Linked DNA regions of Macaca mulatta: region 2 is linked to region 1. Evidence: chromatin contacts called from public Hi-C data. All regions are on one chromosome and are shown on one strand. The core of a region is the stretch at or near the end of the contact, and the rest is flanking DNA. Distances in the headings are between cores, read along the strand shown. Region 1 has its middle 230 kb from the start of CRADD. Region 2 has its middle 46 kb from the start of PLXNC1.

Region 1 (4,141 bases), core at 1,187-3,686:
TCTATAAAACCTTGTGCTTTCCACCATGGAACCGGAAGACCCATTCGGGAATCCCCCTCTCTGCAGGGGAGAGACCTATTTTCTTTCTTTCGCCTGTTAAACTCACTGTGTGTGTGTCTGCGTCCTCGATTTCTTTGGCATGAGGCAGTGAACCTCAGGTATCACCCCAGACTAACTATACCACTTCACTTTCTGTTGGTTGCTGTAAATCTCCTGATTTTTGGAAAACTGGCCTGTTTTGTTTTCTTTTTTTTTGAGACGGAGTCTCGCTCCGTCGCCCACGCTGGAGTGCAGTGGCGCGATCTCAGCTCACTGCAAGCTCCACCTCCCGGGTTCTCGCCATTCTCCTGCCTCAGCTTCCTGAGTAGCTAGGACTACAGGCGCCCGCCGCCTCGCCCGGCTAATTTTTTTTTTTTTTTTTTTTTTTTTTTTTTTTGTATTTTTAGTAGAGACGGGGTTTCACCGTGGTCTTGATCTCCTGACCTTGTGATCCGCCCACCTTGGCCTCCCAAAGTGCTGGGATTACAGGCGTGAGCTACCCGGCAGGCCCGTTTTAAAGTTCAGTTTGAGCACATGTCAGGTAGCACGAGTGACACTATTCTGGTTTGCTCTGGTCTGTTGGAGCCCAGTGGAAGGACTCTGTCCAAAGCAATGGCCTCCTGTAAATTTTATTTAACAACCTGAGCCCGGGGTAATAGTGACCCAGATAATGGTACGGTGGCTTAGAGATTCATTTCTCCCTAGTGGTGACTGTGGGTTTTAGCAGACAGAACAAAGAGCAGCAGATCCAGGAACAGTGGTTAGCCAACTCAACAGCATTTCCCAGGGAGATGGCTCTCTGTGTAACAGTCATAATTTATCAGACATTTTCAGTCCTTCAGAAACATTCCTGTTTTCTTCTCTCTCCCCAGCACTTCCGGTTTCTCTTTCATTTGGAACTGTTTCTCCTTCGCTATGCCCATCTCCCTTTCTTCCTGGTATTTCTCTCGCTTTCCCTCTTCCCTGCTAATCTCCTTATTCTTCTCTTAACTGGTATGGTCTTTCATATGTATTGAATATATGTCAGTGTTCCCTTTTAGCAATTTAACAACTAGATCAATTTATACCCCAACTGGAGTGAACAGATTGAACAAAACACCTGATGCCCATTAAATCTGAATTTCAGATAAATAATAGTTGGAACATACTTATACAAAAAAAAAATGTTGCTTACCTGAAATTTAAATTTAACTGGACATCCTGTATTGTATTCTCACAGCCCTGCCTCCACCTATAGCTCAGTGTGAGTTTCAAATTACGTTTGTCCTGAGGTGGCTCTTGGGAAGAAAACCAGGTCCCATGAATTCCCTATAATAAACTTGGTAACTGTCTTATACTTTTTTTTGAGAGAGGGTCTTGCTGTAAACCCAGGCTAGAGTGTGGTGGCACTATCATGGCTCACTACAGCCTCAGTCTCCTGGGCTCAAGGAATCTTCCCACCTCAGCCTCCCAAGTAGCTGGGACTATAGGTGTACACCACCACACCTGGCTAATTTTTAGATATTTTTGTAGAGGTGAGGTTTCGCCATGTTGCCCAGGCTGGTCTTGAACTTCTGGGCTTAAGCAATCCTCTCACTTTGGCCTCCTAAAGTGCTGGGATTACAGAAGTAAGCAACCACATCCAGCAGTCTCTTATAATTTAAAAAATGTGATTAATCAACATTTCCTGAACACCCCAAATTGCAGCGAGTTTTTGTTTTTCGCTTTTATGTGACACCTACATCTTCAAGGAGCTTGTTTTTGAAGGCAGCTGGCCTTCTTAGGGCACTCTTAAGCCCTGCCATCACTGTACCATCCCAGAAATTGGAGAAAGCTCGGGGTGCAGAGGCTCTCAGGGTGGCTGAATTCCAACAGCAATGTCAGGCTCCTGTGAGGGAAGTTAAGGGAAAGTTAATTCTGCAGGAAGTGGGGAGGGGAGGAGTATAAATTACAAGCTTTTCTTTCAATATGACATCTTTGCCTTGTATTTCCTATATCCTCGGAATGAGCGAAGGATAGGGAAGAAAATACTCCCTCTTCTGATGCTCCTTTGGTTCTATTTGGGAGTGAAGCTCACAAGAGGAGGGACTGCAAATAAATGTTCCCCAGATGATGCAAAGTTCTCTCTCTGCTGACAGTTAATACCTTGCCTCCAAGCCTGCATTGCCTTCCTGTCTGCGTGGTGTCTGAACAAACAGCAAGATGTGCAGGTCACTGAGTTAGATGAAGTTGGCAGGGCCTAAGGCCTTCTGCAAGGTATGACTCTCTCCCTCCATACTGAGAACATTCTGAAGTGACTTCAGAGGCTGCAGGGCTTGGGAAGTCCCATGAGAACTGCTCCCTTTCCCAAGGCACTGACATGGCCGGTAGCCAGGCATTGCCGTTTCTCAGCAGCCTGATCCAGGCCAGGCTTTCTGCTCTCCCTGCTGGAGGACTGCCATCCTTATTGAGTGTATTTCCAAGAAAGCAGTTGACAGGCTTGGCTGTGCTATTTCTGGAAATGTTCAATAGGCCATCTTCTGGCAGGGATCGCTGCTGACGGATGGGTCTGAAGGGGAGACCGAGTGCTCAGCGCCATCACGGCCCCGGCCTATTCCCAGGTGTCTCTGAGCAACAGCCGTCCCCAAATACCACGGGCTGTCAGCTGGCAGGGGCTGTGGGCCTCTGTGGAACTTGCTTCCTCCCTGACAGGGAGGCTGCCAGCAGGCCTGCTGCTAAATGAAGACAGGCGCCCTGTGACTATAAATTATAAAACACATCAGCTCTGGCTGATGCACCGCATGTCCCGCAGTCAGCTCCGCAGGGGACACTTGGCCACTGCCAAAGGGCATTCTAGACAGTGGCTTTAACTCTTGTGGCAGCCACAGGAGACAGGCCAAGCCTGTTGCTGGGCAGAGGAGCTCTTGGCAACTCCCAGAGGTGGCAATTGCCCTGGACTGCTGAGCTCTGTACAGACCAGGGCTTCTCAACCTCTGCACTATTGGCATTTTGGACAACATACTTCTTTGTTAGGGGCCATCTGAGCATTGTAGGTTTAGCAGCATCTCTAGTATCTACTCACTAGATGTCACCATTATCCCCTGCCCCCCGCTCTCCCACACACATACACAGAATTGTGATAACCAAAAAACGCCTCCAGACATTGTCAAATGTTCCCTGGAAGGCAAAATCGCCCTTGGTTGAGAACCGCTGGTGTAGAGGAAAGAGGATAGGGTCTAGAGTGATGGCAGAGAGAGGAAGATGCCAGCTCAGAATCTCCAGGTGAGTTGTGAAGCCAGGCAAGTAACAGAATCCTTTGGCCTCAGTTTCCTCATCTCTAAAATGGGTAGAAAGAGAAGGTCAAATCAAGGGAGTATGGAGATCAGCTGAGCTAATGTGTGTGATGCACTTTGAGAGGCAGTTAAGCTCTAGGTCAAACAATGTAGGAATAGGTGATGTAGTGCTTAATTTTTTTTTTTTTCTTTTTTGAGATGGAGTCTTACTCTGTCACCCAGGCTGGAGTGCAGTGGTGCAGTTCACTGCTACCTCTGCCTCCCAGGTTCAAGCGATTCTCCTGCTTCAGCCTCCAGAGTAGCTCAGATTACAGGCACGTGCCACGGCGCCTGGCTAAGTTTTGTATTTTTAGTAAAGACGGAGTTTCATCTTGTTGGCCAGGCTGGTCTTTAACTCGTGACCTCAGGTGATCGGCCCATCTCAGCCTCCCAAAGTGCTGGGATTACAGTGTGAGCCACTGCGCCCAGCCTAGTGCTTAAATTTAAAGAACATGGCTCCCTTTGAAGAATTTAGCCGAGTATTTATAAAATTCTCCATGGCTCTTAAATTAAAATAAACAAATGCTTTAGAAAGCTTTTCTCTTTATTTTTTTTCTTCTGATTTCTAACAAGAATAAGTAGGCTGTGTCTGCCTGAGGTTAATGTACATGATTTCCCCTAGTCTTCCTTGAAAGAGGCTTCAGATTGTTTTGTTTTGTTTTTTAAATCAACACCCTAGGAATTGTGTCCGTCCAATGAACAAACAGAAAGTAATGAGGGAAGGGAATGCCCCTCTACTTTATACACAAAATTAGCCTCCTTTTCCTTATAGTTAGTAACAAAAACTGGTAAGGAATCACCACAGCCCTATA
Region 2 (4,193 bases), core at 89-2,588, 200 kb before region 1:
AATCTTCAGGGGTCATCTTAGAATTCTGCCTAATCTTCAAAACTCAGCTCAAGGGTGATTGTCTTTCTTAATGACTCTAGGCCGAGCTAGGTCCACCCCCTGTGCCCCATAGCATCCAATGCACACTCTTTTATTGGTCCATTTTCCCCCAGCTGGGCTGTGAGATTCTTGAGATCAGAAACCAAGCCTTGGTCATCTTTGCGTGCCCAGCTCCCGGAATAGCACCCGACTCTATATTTGCTGCCTGAGAGCTCAGGATGTGCTCAAGCAAGCTCTGCAGACGCGAAGGGCATTTTCATTAGAATTGCATGCATCGCAGGTGCAGGGCTGTTGACAGGGGACAGCAAGTGCTTCCGGGAGGTCCCAGGAAACGCCATCGGCACCCTAGGCTCCAAATTCTTTTAGCAGAGAACCATGGGCAGGCAAGTTACACCTTCTGAAAAGTCCAGTGAAACCAGCATCGCCGTGACGGTGAGGCGGATGGGCCACTAGGTGTCACTCAAGATTCAATAAAGAGAAACGCGGGTGCTTCGAAAGCCGTTTCCGCCCTTCTAGGGAAGGGAGCTGGTTAGACCGTCCCCACCCATTGTTTTCTGGTTCACGCTCCAAGCCTTCCGCGGCTCTTCACTTCCCTTCGGGAACAAGTCTGGGTCTAAAATAGGACCACAGAAATCGAAGCTATAAGGCTGGGGGCCACCCGACCGTCTAATTCAGCCTCCGGATTTTGTGGACCAGCAACCAGAGCCGGGGGCTTGCGCAGGGCGGGGAGCAGAGCCCCGCTTCAGCCCCCACGGGGTCCGCACGCTCCTCCCTACCCTCGAGCAGCAGTGAGGAGGCGCGGGCGGGTCCTGGCTCTCGGCCTGGGTGTCCAGAGTGTCCTGGGTCGTCCCGGGGGCTGCACCGCGAGGTGTCCCTCAAGCCCACTTCCAGATGCCCAGGCCGCATTCAGCTGATCCAGCGCCCGTGCTCCAGAACCCAAGGCGAGGAAGGTGAAAAAGAAGGTCCCGTTGATCTGTTAGGACCTGACCTTTCTTCAGATCGTCTCAAACAATCTCTTCTTTCTTTGGATTTTAGGGCTGGGGAGTGGGGACGCACCTGGCTTCCTGACAGCATCTGCAATTAACCACAGTCCTTTTCCTTGTGCCACGGGGAGGTTCGGGGCTGAAGGGAGGGGGTCGCAAAATGCTTATGCAAAGCACTGTCTTGGAGGGAGTTTGGTTTTTCTGCCCCCATCCGCCTACTTTCCCCCTGGAAGAAGTGGATGTCCACGCGCGAGGTTCGAACAGGCTGCAGGACCAACGCACCGCGCGTGCGGACTGATCTTCCTCGCCCCCGGCAGAGGGCGCCCTTCCCCCGCGCCAGCGCCCGTCCGGGCGCGCCCCTCCAGCCGCGCCCCGAGCCCTGCCTTGTCCCGGCCAGGCCTCCAGCGCCAGGTGCCTGCAGCCCTACACTGGGAGAATTACAAAGCTACTTCTGTCTGATCCCGGGCACAGCCTTTGAATGTCTCGTTCGTTTTGCTCCTAACTGACTTACTGCTCATTTTTATTTTCCTAAGTGAATTTTGAAACTTATTTGCATTTTGTGGAGCTCCTGGTAACAGAGAGAGCTTACCTGGCAGGGTGAGAATCCCGCTAAGGAAGTTGACTTAGGACGGAGGTTCTCGCCAGGGCTCACCCACAAAGTGAATAATCCTATCTATTAGACAAATAATTTCCTTTAAAGCTTGCAAAGGGGGGCAGGCGCGGTGGCTCACGCCTGTAATCCCAACACTTTGGGAGGCTGAGGCCGGCGGATCACTTGAGGTCAGGAATTCGAGACCAGCTTGGCCAACACGGTGAAAACCGGTCTCTACTAAAAATACAAAAATTAGCTGGGCGTGGTGGCTCGCGCCTGTAATCCCAGCTACTCGGAGGCCTAAACAAGAGAATCGCTTGAACCTGGGAAGCAGAACTTGCAGTGAGCCAAGATCGTGCCACTGCACTCCAGCCTGGGCCACAGAACCAGACTCTGTCTCAAAAAACAAACAAACAAAGAGGTTTTCCTGTGTCAAGCTTAACTGATTCTATTTATTTCTTTCCTCTTCATGAAAAGATTGATTCATTCATTTATTTCTCAACTGATATTTTACTGAGTACCTTCTGTGTGCCAGGTACCAGGGTGAAAAAGGCAGAGTTGGTTCCTGGTTTGGGTGGAGCTGATGGTCTAATAAGGGAAGATATATTGAATAAACACGTTAATTGGTCATCCCTAAGATAAACGCTACACAGGAAACACAGACTTCTGGCAGAGGCTGCGACAGGGAACCAGCTGAAGTGCTCAGCTCAATCTCAGGCATCCTTTTCCTCCCAGAAGCTCTCTTCTCACTTCCTGCTGCTGCAAACTGATAAAAATCATAGCCTCCCAGAAGCGGATGGTGAGTCAGTGCATTCAAGGCTGCACATCCCCAGGTAAAGTAACAAGAGTCAGGGTCTGGCTGAAATCTCCTCTCCCCGCTCACACTCCTGGGCTGAGTGCCACTCGGCAAGGCGTGAGCCATTTTGCATGATGAAATCCACATTACAGATTTCTTCTGAGGCCTGATGACTAATAAGGTCTGAAGACAACAAGACACCTCTGGGCGCTGCATCCTCCTCCTCCTCTTCAGTGTTTATGGAACACCTCCTAGGTATCGGGTGGGTGTTCGGTGCCAAGGATGCAAGCAAAACATTAGAGACAAAAGGAGGAATAGAATATGCCAAAGGCCAAGGAGGGCACGAACTAGTGGTTCCCAGAGTTTGAGATTTTATGAGCAGCTAAAAGTGAGAGCTTTATTAACTAGGATCAGACATTGCTAATTAGGTCAAAGGATAAAAGATGTTCAGTCTAACAGTGGCCTAAACAAGACAGAAAATGAAAGTTTATCTCTATCATGAGAGTCCGGAGTCCCACTGAGTAAGGGAAAGGTGAGGGTGAGCACTTTGCTGCCCTTCCTGTGATATTCCCAAAGGAAAGACGGGAGAAAGAGGAGACTCACACAATCCATTCTCCACCCCGCAGCTGCAGCCTGCGTACTCTTTGAAATATGTTATTCAGATCGTTATCCTGCTTCTCATCTTCCTGTGGCTTTCCATAACTGGCCAGAAGCCCTCCCACAACCCCCACTGCCCTGCCTGCCTCCACCACCTGCTCCTTGCTCATCGTACTCTGGCTGTAGCGCCTGCCTTCTTTCTGCAACTTGCACACACCAAGCTCTTCCTAAAGCTATGCCTATGCATGCACAATGTCCTCTGGCTGGAAGGCCCTATCTGCAGCTCCTTCTATGGCTTGTTCATCTCCGCCTTAGGCCTCAGTTCAAGTATCTACCACCTCCTCAGAGCACCCTTCCCTCAAGCCCTGGTGGGCAGTGGCTCTGCCACCTACATAGCCTCATACTCACTCCCTCTCTCATGTTCCTGATTATGTCCTTTTCTTTTAAGAGACAAGGTCCATTCTGTCATCTAGGCTAGAGTGCAGTGCATGATCATAGCTCAGTGCAGCCTTGAACTCCCGGGCTCAAACCATCCTCCCACCTCAGCCTCCTAAGTAGCTGGGACTACAGGTGTGTGCCACCACACCTGGCTAATTTTTAAATTTTTCGTAGAAATGGAGTCTCACTGTGTTGCCCAGGTTGGTCTCTAACTCCAGTCCTTAAGTGATCCTCTGACCTCAGCCTCCTAAAGTTTTGGAATTATAGGCATGAGCCACTGTGCCAGGTCCCTGATTGTGTCCTTGATAGGATTTACCACAATCTGAAGCCATCTCGTTTGTTTGCTTGCTGGCTCTTTGTAAGTGTATGACCTCCTTGAGTAAAGGAACCTTGTCTGTCATGCTCACTTCCATAGCCCCAGTGACCAAAATGATGTCTGGGAAGGGTGTCACACATGCTCTGCAAATTTGTGACAGATGAACTGAACAGGAAAGAAGGATAAATTCATTCAAACTCCATCGAAGATGCTGTTCCATGTTCTGACTGAAGTCGGGTCTGAAGTCTGAGGTTTGTTGAAGGCTTTCAGTGACTTAGATGAATCTAGTATGGTAGTAAGGTTGGCGTGTTCCATAACAGATAAGCCATAAGCCAAGACGTTTACATCAACTCTTGTGTCCCAACTCCATCCCCAACACACCATGAGCTCCAATATGAAAAAAATACTTTTCCTAAGAGTGAGAGGTTTTGA

Evidence for each region. Hi-C and Micro-C count contacts between places; a contact is called where the count stands out from the background.
Region 2: a Hi-C map of fibroblasts shows a contact between it and region 1, with 2.2 times the contacts expected there. The contact joins two enhancer-like sites. A contact is called at or near these places in 2 of 14 Hi-C or Micro-C datasets (fetal cortex germinal zone and fibroblasts).

What each region holds. Positions count from the first base shown.
Region 1 is chr11:101,227,461-101,231,601 of T2T-MMU8v2.0, reverse strand. No RefSeq gene overlaps it. Among named protein-coding and RNA genes, the nearest start is that of CRADD, 230 kb to the right of the region's middle. Within about 2 kb of position 2,436, at least 16 of the 40 cell types and tissues checked have an H3K27ac peak or open chromatin away from gene starts, as enhancers often do.
Region 2 is chr11:101,429,491-101,433,683 of T2T-MMU8v2.0, reverse strand. No RefSeq gene overlaps it. Among named protein-coding and RNA genes, the nearest start is that of PLXNC1, 46 kb to the left of the region's middle. Within about 2 kb of position 1,338, at least 12 of the 40 cell types and tissues checked have an H3K27ac peak or open chromatin away from gene starts, as enhancers often do.